2 separate regions of the Lactuca sativa genome follow, and region 2 is linked to region 1. A link is a contact called in public Hi-C data. All regions are on one chromosome and are shown on one strand. Each heading gives the region's core, a stretch centred on a gene start, on an enhancer-like site or on the middle of the called end of the contact. The rest is flanking DNA. Distances are from core to core; before and after follow the strand shown. Region 1 holds the start of LOC111877943 (upstream activation factor subunit UAF30). Region 2 holds the start of LOC111877949 (myb family transcription factor EFM).

Region 1 (4,904 bases), core at 645-3,144:
GTGGAATAACAAATCCAGAACTCTTTGTTTTTTGCTTCTTTTCCTTTTGCTCTGCTTCATCTAAAAAAGAACAAATATAAAAAAGTTAGTATTTTATCTATAAAAATAACCAGCTACAAGTATACAACATCTGTTAATCTGTTATTAATACCTTCTTTCACTCGTTTATTTTGTTTCTTCTTCGCTAAAGGCTTGACTGAAACTGGAGTTTCTGAATAAAAACATGTAACTAATTATCTGACAAAGTAGTATAAATCACATGACTTGATTCATCTTTATCTTTATATAATATAAACATAGGATAATAGTTAATACTTAATAGTTAATACCCTGTTCTTCTTCTATTGGCCATATATGTTTGCTAAGTGCTTTATTCATTTTAAACATATCAATGGATTTCACACGGAATAATTCGTGTAGCATTTCATCACATAAGATTTTTCGTTTGTTTGCTGGATTCTGTAAATCTTTCTCTTTAATGTAAGCCCATATCTTCTTCACAACCTGAAGCATCAAACAAAGAGAACCTCAGTTAAAATTGTTGATTTTACAGAAAAACTTGAAAGCATAATGTGAGTGATGATATACCTCAGTTCTAGCCATTTCAGACTCTCCAGTAAACTTTTGAAGTTGAGGAGAAAGTGCACATGGTTTGCTAAAACCGCCTCCCTTTTTCTTGTGCTTACTTGATAAGACAATTAAAGTAGATTATGATTTATTAAAAAGAAAGATGTGGAGATTAATCAATCAAGCTACTCTGAATAGAAAACAGTTGATCAAGATTGCACAAAAGGTAAGTAGTATGATAGCCTTTGATTAACAAGATATATCCTAATATGCTCAAATGACCTTTTTCGATGATTTGTTGATCCATATTATCTTTGGTGAAAGTCTGCCTATCATTAAGACTTAAGAGAGTTCATTTATGAATTATCTTGGAGACTTGGACAATTCCTTTTTGGTAATCTCTAACACTATTTCAAGATAATCGAATCACATTCATGCTTTCAAGAACAAGATTCAAAGCTAGTTGCTTCACTGGTTTCTCTTTGTTTGACAACTATAACTTCATCAGAACACCATCTGTCCCTCTTAATGAGAAAAATTCAAAACAACATTTACAATTAAACCTAGACACGAACCAGCATTCGACAAACAAGACCAATTATATGTTACTCACAAAAGCTTGGGAATATTGATCAACAATTTCACATTTTATATCAGGGAAACTAATCAGGTTCAATTTCAAATGAAATAAATGCAGCTACACCAACCCTATAAATTAAACAATAACACATAAAGACGCTTACCTGTCTATCTTCGTCGATTCGGCATCACTTTCTTCCTCTTGTTGGTCATCATCTCCTTCCTTGGAGGCACTTCCACCATTAACGCTCTCTTCCACCTTCGCATTCCCCGATTCCTCAGCGTCTCCCTCCGCGTTATCATTCGTATAGTGAGACTCAAGATACAAATCAATTTGTTGTCTAATGTAGGGTTTTCTGTCGGATAAATCAATACCCAAATCTTGTTCCATTTTGCGGCGGACGGTGGCGGGAGTGGCGGTATCGAGGTCGGATGTTCGTAGAACATGGTGCAAACGTTCCAGGAGTTCGGAATCCGTCAACATATTGGATTGGATTGGTTTGGAAAATGGAAATGGAACAGTGGGTGTTTGATTTTGGGCAAGGGTTTGGCATGCAGACGAAGCAAGGGATGATTAGAACGAGGGGTCTGAATGAAACTAGGTTAAGTGGGGATATTCTCTAACCCTGCAACTCTGCACACATTCAAGAAACCTTTATTGGTAACCAACAAAAATGCAATTTTTTTTCTTTCTTTTTGGATCATCTCGTGTTTTGATTTTTGTTTATGTTTTTGGATAATGTTGTGTTTTAAAATTTTGTATTTTATTTGCAACGTGTGTTTATAAGAACTATGTCTTATCCCGTTGCATATGCAACATATAAAAATAATACATTACGAAAATTCATATAATATAACAAATAGATAAGATGGTGATAGTCTGATAGATGTATAAGGGCGAGAGAAAAAAGTACCCCACATGCATATGGTCTAACTCATATTTAGCAGAATTTTTGAACTTAGTGCTTCTAAATACAAGATCAAATCTCTATGAATAAATATATTTTTTTTATCATTTGGTTTACATATTACATGACTTGTAATGTGTTATACAAGTAATACAACAAGATTTATCTAGGATGAGGTCCGTAGGCAATTGCTACAATTATGGATAGAAGCGTCACACATGTCCAAAGATTGTTGGTTGAAGAAAAAGTTTGTTGAAAGCTACAGGATAACTTCCAAAACAAGAGATGGAGGATGAATGGCATTTTGACGCACTCTATGTCATAAGAAAACAAGGTACCATTCATGGAAATGATGGGAAGTGTATTGATAATGAGAATGGCCAGATATTGATTTGAAATGCATGAGTGACGATCAGAAGAAACTACGAGGCTAAGGAGTAGAAAAGGGCTAAGGAAGTTGTGTGATACTTACAGCCAACAAAACATTATTGTCGATCGTTTAGATTGAAAACACAATGACCATGTATGCATCTTCATGGTGTTCCTTGGAGGATAAAGTATTTAGTAGACTCGAACAACATAAAAGAAATTCTGCAACAAAAGATAGGGAGAAAATTGCACGTATTTGATCGAGTGTTGATGCACCTGAAGATCCAAATGACACTAATGCTGGTGAGCAAGTAGTTACTCAATCAAGCAAAGTGGGTGAAACTATCAAGCAAAGTAGGTGAAACTGAATCACTTCCTCCATAACATAGGTAAACGGAAATAATCTTGAATCCAGATTCTAAGTATGCTAATGTAATCATATCATAATAGTGTAAAAGAGACGAAGATGTGTGAAGAAGCACCACAAAACTCAATTTGGAATAAAGCGATGGAAGAAAAAGTTACAACATTTGAGCATAGTCATACGTGGGAACCGGCAAAACCAAGATATATCAAACCCATTTATTGTTAATGATTCATACAAAATAAAGTGTCGTCCGGATGCATTAATCGAGAGACACAAGGATTGCCTAATGCTCGAGGGCTCTCACAATGATATATATTATACTATGATGAAATGTCTAGTCCAATATCATAGTTCATTATTGTATGGGTCGTGCTAGCCCTTGCGGAAAGTGAAGACTAGAAATTGTGGCAGAGGGATATGAAAACGCTTTTTTGAATGGAGAGTTGGATCGAGGGTCTACATAATTAAATCAACCAAAAGGTTTATGAGGATGTAGTTAGTCCTATTTATGTGAGCAATCTGAGAAAATATTTTTAATGGATTAAAGTAGACACCAAGATTTCGGTATGGTAAGATTGCTAAATTTCTTACTTGAAGCAGTGATTCAATGACGCAAAGTAACTCAAGTTTTTTCATCAAATAAAGAGAAAGAAAATTGGCAATTGTGTTGGTCTATATGGATGACTTGATCATTATTAGGGATGACATAATAGAAATTCATGAAATAAGAGAAAATATACCAACGTCGAAAAATATACTTTAGGAATTTGGCATATTGTAGTGCAATCCAGTCTCAACATTGATCGATCCAAATGTCAGGATCTATGCACACAAAGGTGAAGAGTTGGATGATAGAACGATGGAGCCAAATGACAGGATATGTGCACATGAATACTAGTTACGGGTCTAGGTTGGGTCGTGTAAGAAAAAAAAAAGATCTAAAGTTCCTACAATTGTACCTAAACGAGGTCTTATATCTTGATATATTTTCACAAATGTATCATTACTAAAACTTGAGTAAATTACATGAATGGTCTCTGTGAATTTGGGTAATTTGCATGATTGGTCTCTAACATTTTTTAACTTGGACGGTTCCTATGGTTTGCTTTTGTTACGTCGTTGGTCCCTAACATATATAAAATGACTAGTTTACCCTTACATTTTATTTTTAAGATTTTTGAAAATCTTTATCATTCATTTATATTTTTATTATTATACAATTACTAAGGACGTACAACCATCCAATGCACATGTATAACCATATTACCGCACCACCTGGTCCCTTATGTATTTTCCAACCAAATAGCCTCCTCACCTCATTTGGTTTCTCTAGTGAGCTCAAAGAGTAGTTGAATGGGCCTACCCTCACCATTCACCAATTACGGATTACACCACCTCTTCAATCCATAAATCTATTTCTCCTTCACCTTTCTAATTTTACTAGTGCAAAGAATAGTTCTTATCTACGACACTTCTCGGAATGCCACACCCATAATACCCTCACCTTCTTAGTAAGAGAAGGAGAGAGAGAGAGAGAGAGAGAGAGAAAAAGAGAGAGAGACATATGGAAGCTATGGTTGTCTTCCATTCTTAAGAGCTTCACCAACTCTTTGAAAAACCTATTATAGGTCTAGATAGATTCATCAAGCTCGCCGGAATCCATGTGGTTAAAAGCTTAAGAACTCAATCATTGATCGAAGTCGAGTGAGATGTTTCTTGTGGTTGGCCTTCTTCGTATATCTATCACTTCCCCTGGCTCTCATCCTTTATTTTACAATAATTCATTTATATATGGTTGTCTTCCACTCTTAAGAGATTCACCGGCTCTTTGAAACACCTATTATAGGTCTAGATAGATTCATCAAGCTCTCTGGAATCTGTGTGGACGGAAGCTTAAGAACTCAACCATTGATCGAAGTTGAGTTATGAGATGTTTCTTTTGGTTGTCCTTCTTCTTAGATATATCACTTCCTCTGGCTCTTATCATTTCTTTTATAGTAATTCATTTGATTATGGACGTACTTAAGCCGATAATGGACTTTCAGGCAGCTGAGTGAGGGGTGAGAGATGAGTAAGGGTTGGCGTTTTGGGGAAGTAGAACTTGGATAGCATTG
Region 2 (4,904 bases), core at 665-3,164, 280 kb before region 1:
TATTCTTTGACGATTCAACATATGAATCTTGGGAACCCATCCATAATCCTCCCAAAACGACACCAGATTGATTTGCAGATGAATTGTTAGAAGATGGTGGAAGTCTTCGTGTATGAAGTCTGTATTTCTACAGTTCACATAAAGAATATAAAAAAAGTTTAATATTTGCGAAAAAGTTTAGAGCTTTATCATGTGAATTTTAATAAATCAAAACTCACTTGCAAATGGCTTTTGACTTCATCATTTGTAAGCCCATCGACTTGCATAAGCTCTCTAATCTGCTTAGGAGTTGCAGCTGCAAAAGATTAAAAAATTTCAGTTAAAATTTGAATTAAAAATTAGGGAAAAAAGATGAAGATTTTTCAAGGGCTAACCTTGTGAACCACCGAGTTGCTGTAAGGCATTGACAAATCGTCTATGCAGCTCTGTTGACCAGCATCTTCTTTGTTTTCTAGATGTTTGTTGAGCATTTGGTGAAGAACAAGGAAGCAATCTGGAATTGGAATTTGTTTTTGTAAGCAAAAGGTTTCCCCTCATTGGATTCTTGATTCCAGGGGTGATAAGAGAGAGCCCTGGAATCGGTGATTCCTCCTTATCTTCCTCCACCACTGTAAACCCACAAATTCCCTTATATGGGATAAATGCTTTGGTGGGATATGGATCGTCGATCATTCCATCATCTTCTTCATCAGTTCTCTGCGATCACACATATTAATAATTCAGAATGCTTTCAGTTATTTGCTTATGAAACGACTTATGGTACACGAATACACGATCGATCATGTACCCTTTTAATTTACCTTTTTGGTAATTTGATGAATTGATTTTGGTTTCCAAATTTGGGTTTGATTTGTGTTTGGATTTGGATTTGGATTTGGATTGTTCCAAAGCTGAGTGGTGCTCAACCAATTCTTCTTGTCTCCACCGCACTTTTCTTTACTGATGATTTCGAGTTTTGCATCTTCATCACTAGTGTTCTTGAGGGGTATGAATTCTTCAAGTACTGGCTCAGGGTTTGATGATTTCTTCAAAACAATCGTCTCCTCTTTCAATGTAATGATTGCTGAAAAAAGAAAGCAATAGATAAATTGATTTGTACTAGCGTTAATCGTTTCCAAAACAGATTATCAAACAGTTTGTCCGCGGTATCCGAGATTATCCCCTTATGAAATAGATTGACTGTGGCTTTACTTATCAAATTGTCAAACAGTTGGTGAGAAAGAAATGCATTGTTATCAAGATCTTGGAATACCCAAATATCATCTAGAAAAGAATAATCACACTTCACACCAGGTAAAAATGAAAACAAAAACAACTAGTGTACGTAAATACAGAGAAAATCAAAAACCCATTTCCGAATGGCATTAAATCAAGCGAGAGATACAAAAACACAGGTGTGAGAAGAGAAACCTAAATAGAAAACGAACCATCATTAATGAGGAGCATGCAAAGAGGGAGTTCCCGTTTGAAGGCATCGATTTTCCGCATTTCGGCTTCTAATCGGGTAACAAAATCATCGAGTTTCAATATCTTGTCAGATAGCGTAGCGATTGTGGATACTTGTTCTAGAAATTGACTGATTGTTTTGGGGATAAAAGTGGGTTTGAAATCCAAACTCAGCTCAGGAGGCGGATTCAAGCTCCCCATCTTTTATCTCTCCCCTGTGTGTGTTGTTCCGATTTGATTATTTTTTGTTGTTGATGCTGATGATCAAAATGGATACTAAGAGAATGTGAAGGGAGTGAGGATCTATGTATACTTGTAATTATGTCATATGCTGAGAAATTTGTGAAAAAGAAGAATATTGGAATCTAGACATAGAGAGAGAGAGAAAGAGGAAGAGAGAGAGAGAGAGACGTAAGATTCTGAGAGAAATAGAATGAATGGGTTTTTCATTTTTGAGATGGGGTGTATGTGTGTGTATCTGTCACTCCCTCGGTTCGTCGCGTAATGTCATCTTAGCCCACCCACTACTTCATCCACGGAATTAACCCGGTTTAATGTTGTAACTTATATTACATGTGAAATACCCAAAATACCCCAGGTTTTTCGGATCATTCATTGGTTTTCTAGTACAAGTTAGGTCGATATCAATTTTATATTTTTATATTTACTTTCCAAATAATGTTATTTTAAAAAGTTATATGCATTAAAAATATATTTTTCATGACTTCCGATTCATTTGGCATCTTTTGTTGTTGGCTGAACTTATTTATACTTATTTGACACTTATAGACTCGCTAGTAGTAACCTAATCAAAAATTGTTATATCGGTTTTGTTGAATATAAAAGTTACAATTTTAGGCAAGGTTTTGAAAACCGGACCGGAGACCGAACCGGTCGTCTTACTGGTTCGATGGTTCAAGTGGTTCAACCGGTCGGACCGGTCTTAAAAACCGGAAAAACCGGATGATGTCATAATTATATTTAATTATATAAAAAATACAAAAAATTAAAAAAATAAATATTTTTTAAAATTTCTGGTTTTGACCGGTTTTACCGGTTCAACCGGACCGGTTTTTACCGGTTCGACCGGTTTTTACCGGTTTTCACTGGTTCAAACAAATGCCGGTTTTTTGACCTATATGAACCGGATCCAGGACCGGTTCCCGGTTGAACCGGTCGAACCGGCCGGTCCGGTCCGGTTTTCAAAACATGGATTTTAGTACACTTTAGTATTTCTTGATTTTTAGAGAAAAGTGTAAATTTGGTCATTTTTGTTTACCTATTTTTTACGGTTTTTGTCCGTGTGGCTCTAAAATCACAATTTTGTCATTTTTAACGGGTTTTATTGTCGCCTCGGGCAAAATTGAAAAATGTTGGTAAATTGTTTCATTAAGTATATTTAAGTGTAATGGATTGACTTTTGATTAAAATTAATTCTGATAAATTTTAAAAAAGTAATGAAAGTGTGAAATACACACTTGTTTAAAGTTTATTCAAGATTTTAAATAATGGCAAAATTGATTTTGGAATTGATTTGAAATCAAAACAAAAACAATTCGGAATAAGTTAGTATTGGCCCGAAACTGATTTCGGAGTGTAGTTGATCTTGGACAAAAAATGACATCGGGATGGAATTAGTCTCGAAATGAAGTTGGTCTCGGACAAATACTGAATTTGTAATTTGACGTAATGTGAATGCGATCAGATGCAAATGAGATTTCGGAATACTGGATGCAGATGCATTTTCGCAATGATAGCATGTTACTGTTCAATTGCGATCGATCGTAACTAGTTGTAACACAATACTTTGGAACTATTGCATTGGGTTGGATCGCATCAGATAGCAAGTTATTGTTCAACTGCAATCGTTCGCAACTTGTTGGAATGATGTATTTTAGAACAATCCTTGTGATCGCATCAGAACGATCTTTGATGGATCACATTGATACGGCCCACATATGATCGCATCGGAACGATCGCAATGAAATTGTTTTCGCAACCGTGAATCGCAACAAGTGCAGTTCATTGTTTTACTCATCGGTTCATTGTTTTATCTAATTGTTAAAATGACTGTTTTTGTGACATGTTTGACTGTTAAAGACAACTTTTTGGGACACATGTCACGTATATTTTTATTCATTGGTTAAACACCTGTTTTGTGTCTTTTTAAACATTGGAAACTATTTTGTAACCATTTGCAAAGAGACATATAAAAGGAAAGTTTTGGTCAAACTTTTAAGTATGATACTTTATGTTGAAGAACACAACGGACAAAATAAACTTTTCATTTTCTTTCTTGTTTTCAAACCGTTGAATATGATCTAATTGAAGATTTGGAAGTACCATCCAAATATTTCGATTTGAAAGTGTTAAACACGATCTCAGAATTTTCAAGTGTCCTTAATCCCAAATCTCTAACATAAATATAAACATATTTCTAACAAAAAATTGATTTATATTCTTAATTTAATTTCTTTTTTCCTTTGATATTTACTAAACATTAATTAATTCTAAAATAGAAAGTAATCTCTATTTGAAGATTCACAGATATTACGAAAAATATGTTCGTGAAATGATTTAATGGTAGAAGTGGAAGTCATTGAATTGATTCAAGTTTTTTCCTTTGTTATTTTGAATCTTTATGTATCGACCAGAGAAAATGTTTTAGATAGTCATTATCATGAATATTCTATTCCTTAACAGGTTTAAGTGATTCAACTAAAAAAAACAATTATGCGATAAGTAAGAACAATGTGTAATCTTATTTTTGTCCATTGAAAGGAGATCAAATGGATTATGGTAAAATTGTAACGTGTACGCAAGATATGTTCTATATATGTTCCTTTAGAATCCACGAGTCTTACCCTTTTAGCATATTGATGAATGATATATTAAACAAGATATTATGACGAAGTGCTAGGGGTTTTCATATAACAGATCTCTTAATGATCAACATTGCAATACTATGTATGCTTTGTTGTCTCGTAGGAAGCAAGAATTTCACAATGATATGGAATTAATATGCTATAAAAAAAATTAGTAAATTAAGAAAAATGTTCCTAATGGTTATGTGGTTTTTTTAATTAAGTTGATTTTTTTTTAAATTCTAATCCTCGCATCCCCTAAAAAGGTTTATGTCACCCTTTTGTTCTCCATACGATTTAACTTAATCGACGAGGCATTAAAATTATCTAAATGACCATGTTGCCCTTATATTCTTCATCTCCTCCCTCTTCATCATTTTTTAGGGGGCTATTTGATTTACCTTTTACTGGTCCAGTAAAAGGTTACATTTGACTCGTTCCGAGTCAAGGTGTTTGATATCCTCAAATTTAGCCTTTTACTTGGTCCATTTCATCTGACCGAGTCATGTAAAAATATCTCGAGAAAGTATACAAATATGCCTATTGTGCTCCTTATTTCTTCACTCACCAATGACCTTTGACGATATCCTCACC

The links. A called contact is a pair of places that touch in the nucleus more often than the background predicts.
Region 2: a Hi-C map of bud shows a contact between it and region 1, with 10 times the contacts expected there. The contact joins the promoter of LOC111877949 here to the promoter of LOC111877943 in region 1. A contact is called at or near these places in 4 of 4 Hi-C or Micro-C datasets (bud, leaf and seed).

Annotation. Positions count from the first base shown.
Region 1 is chr5:264,431,510-264,436,413 of Lsat_Salinas_v11, reverse strand. It overlaps LOC111877943 (upstream activation factor subunit UAF30), which reads right to left and starts at 1,894. Exons shown (of 6, transcript XM_023874449.3): 1 at 1,311-1,894; 2 at 589-685; 3 at 330-504; 4 at 152-211; 5 at 1-60. The coding sequence starts at 1,630.
Region 2 is chr5:264,707,976-264,712,879 of Lsat_Salinas_v11, reverse strand. LOC111877949 (myb family transcription factor EFM) reads right to left here and starts at 1,914. Exons shown (of 5, transcript XM_023874456.3): 1 at 1,428-1,914; 2 at 801-1,063; 3 at 375-696; 4 at 219-295; 5 at 1-127. The coding sequence starts at 1,647.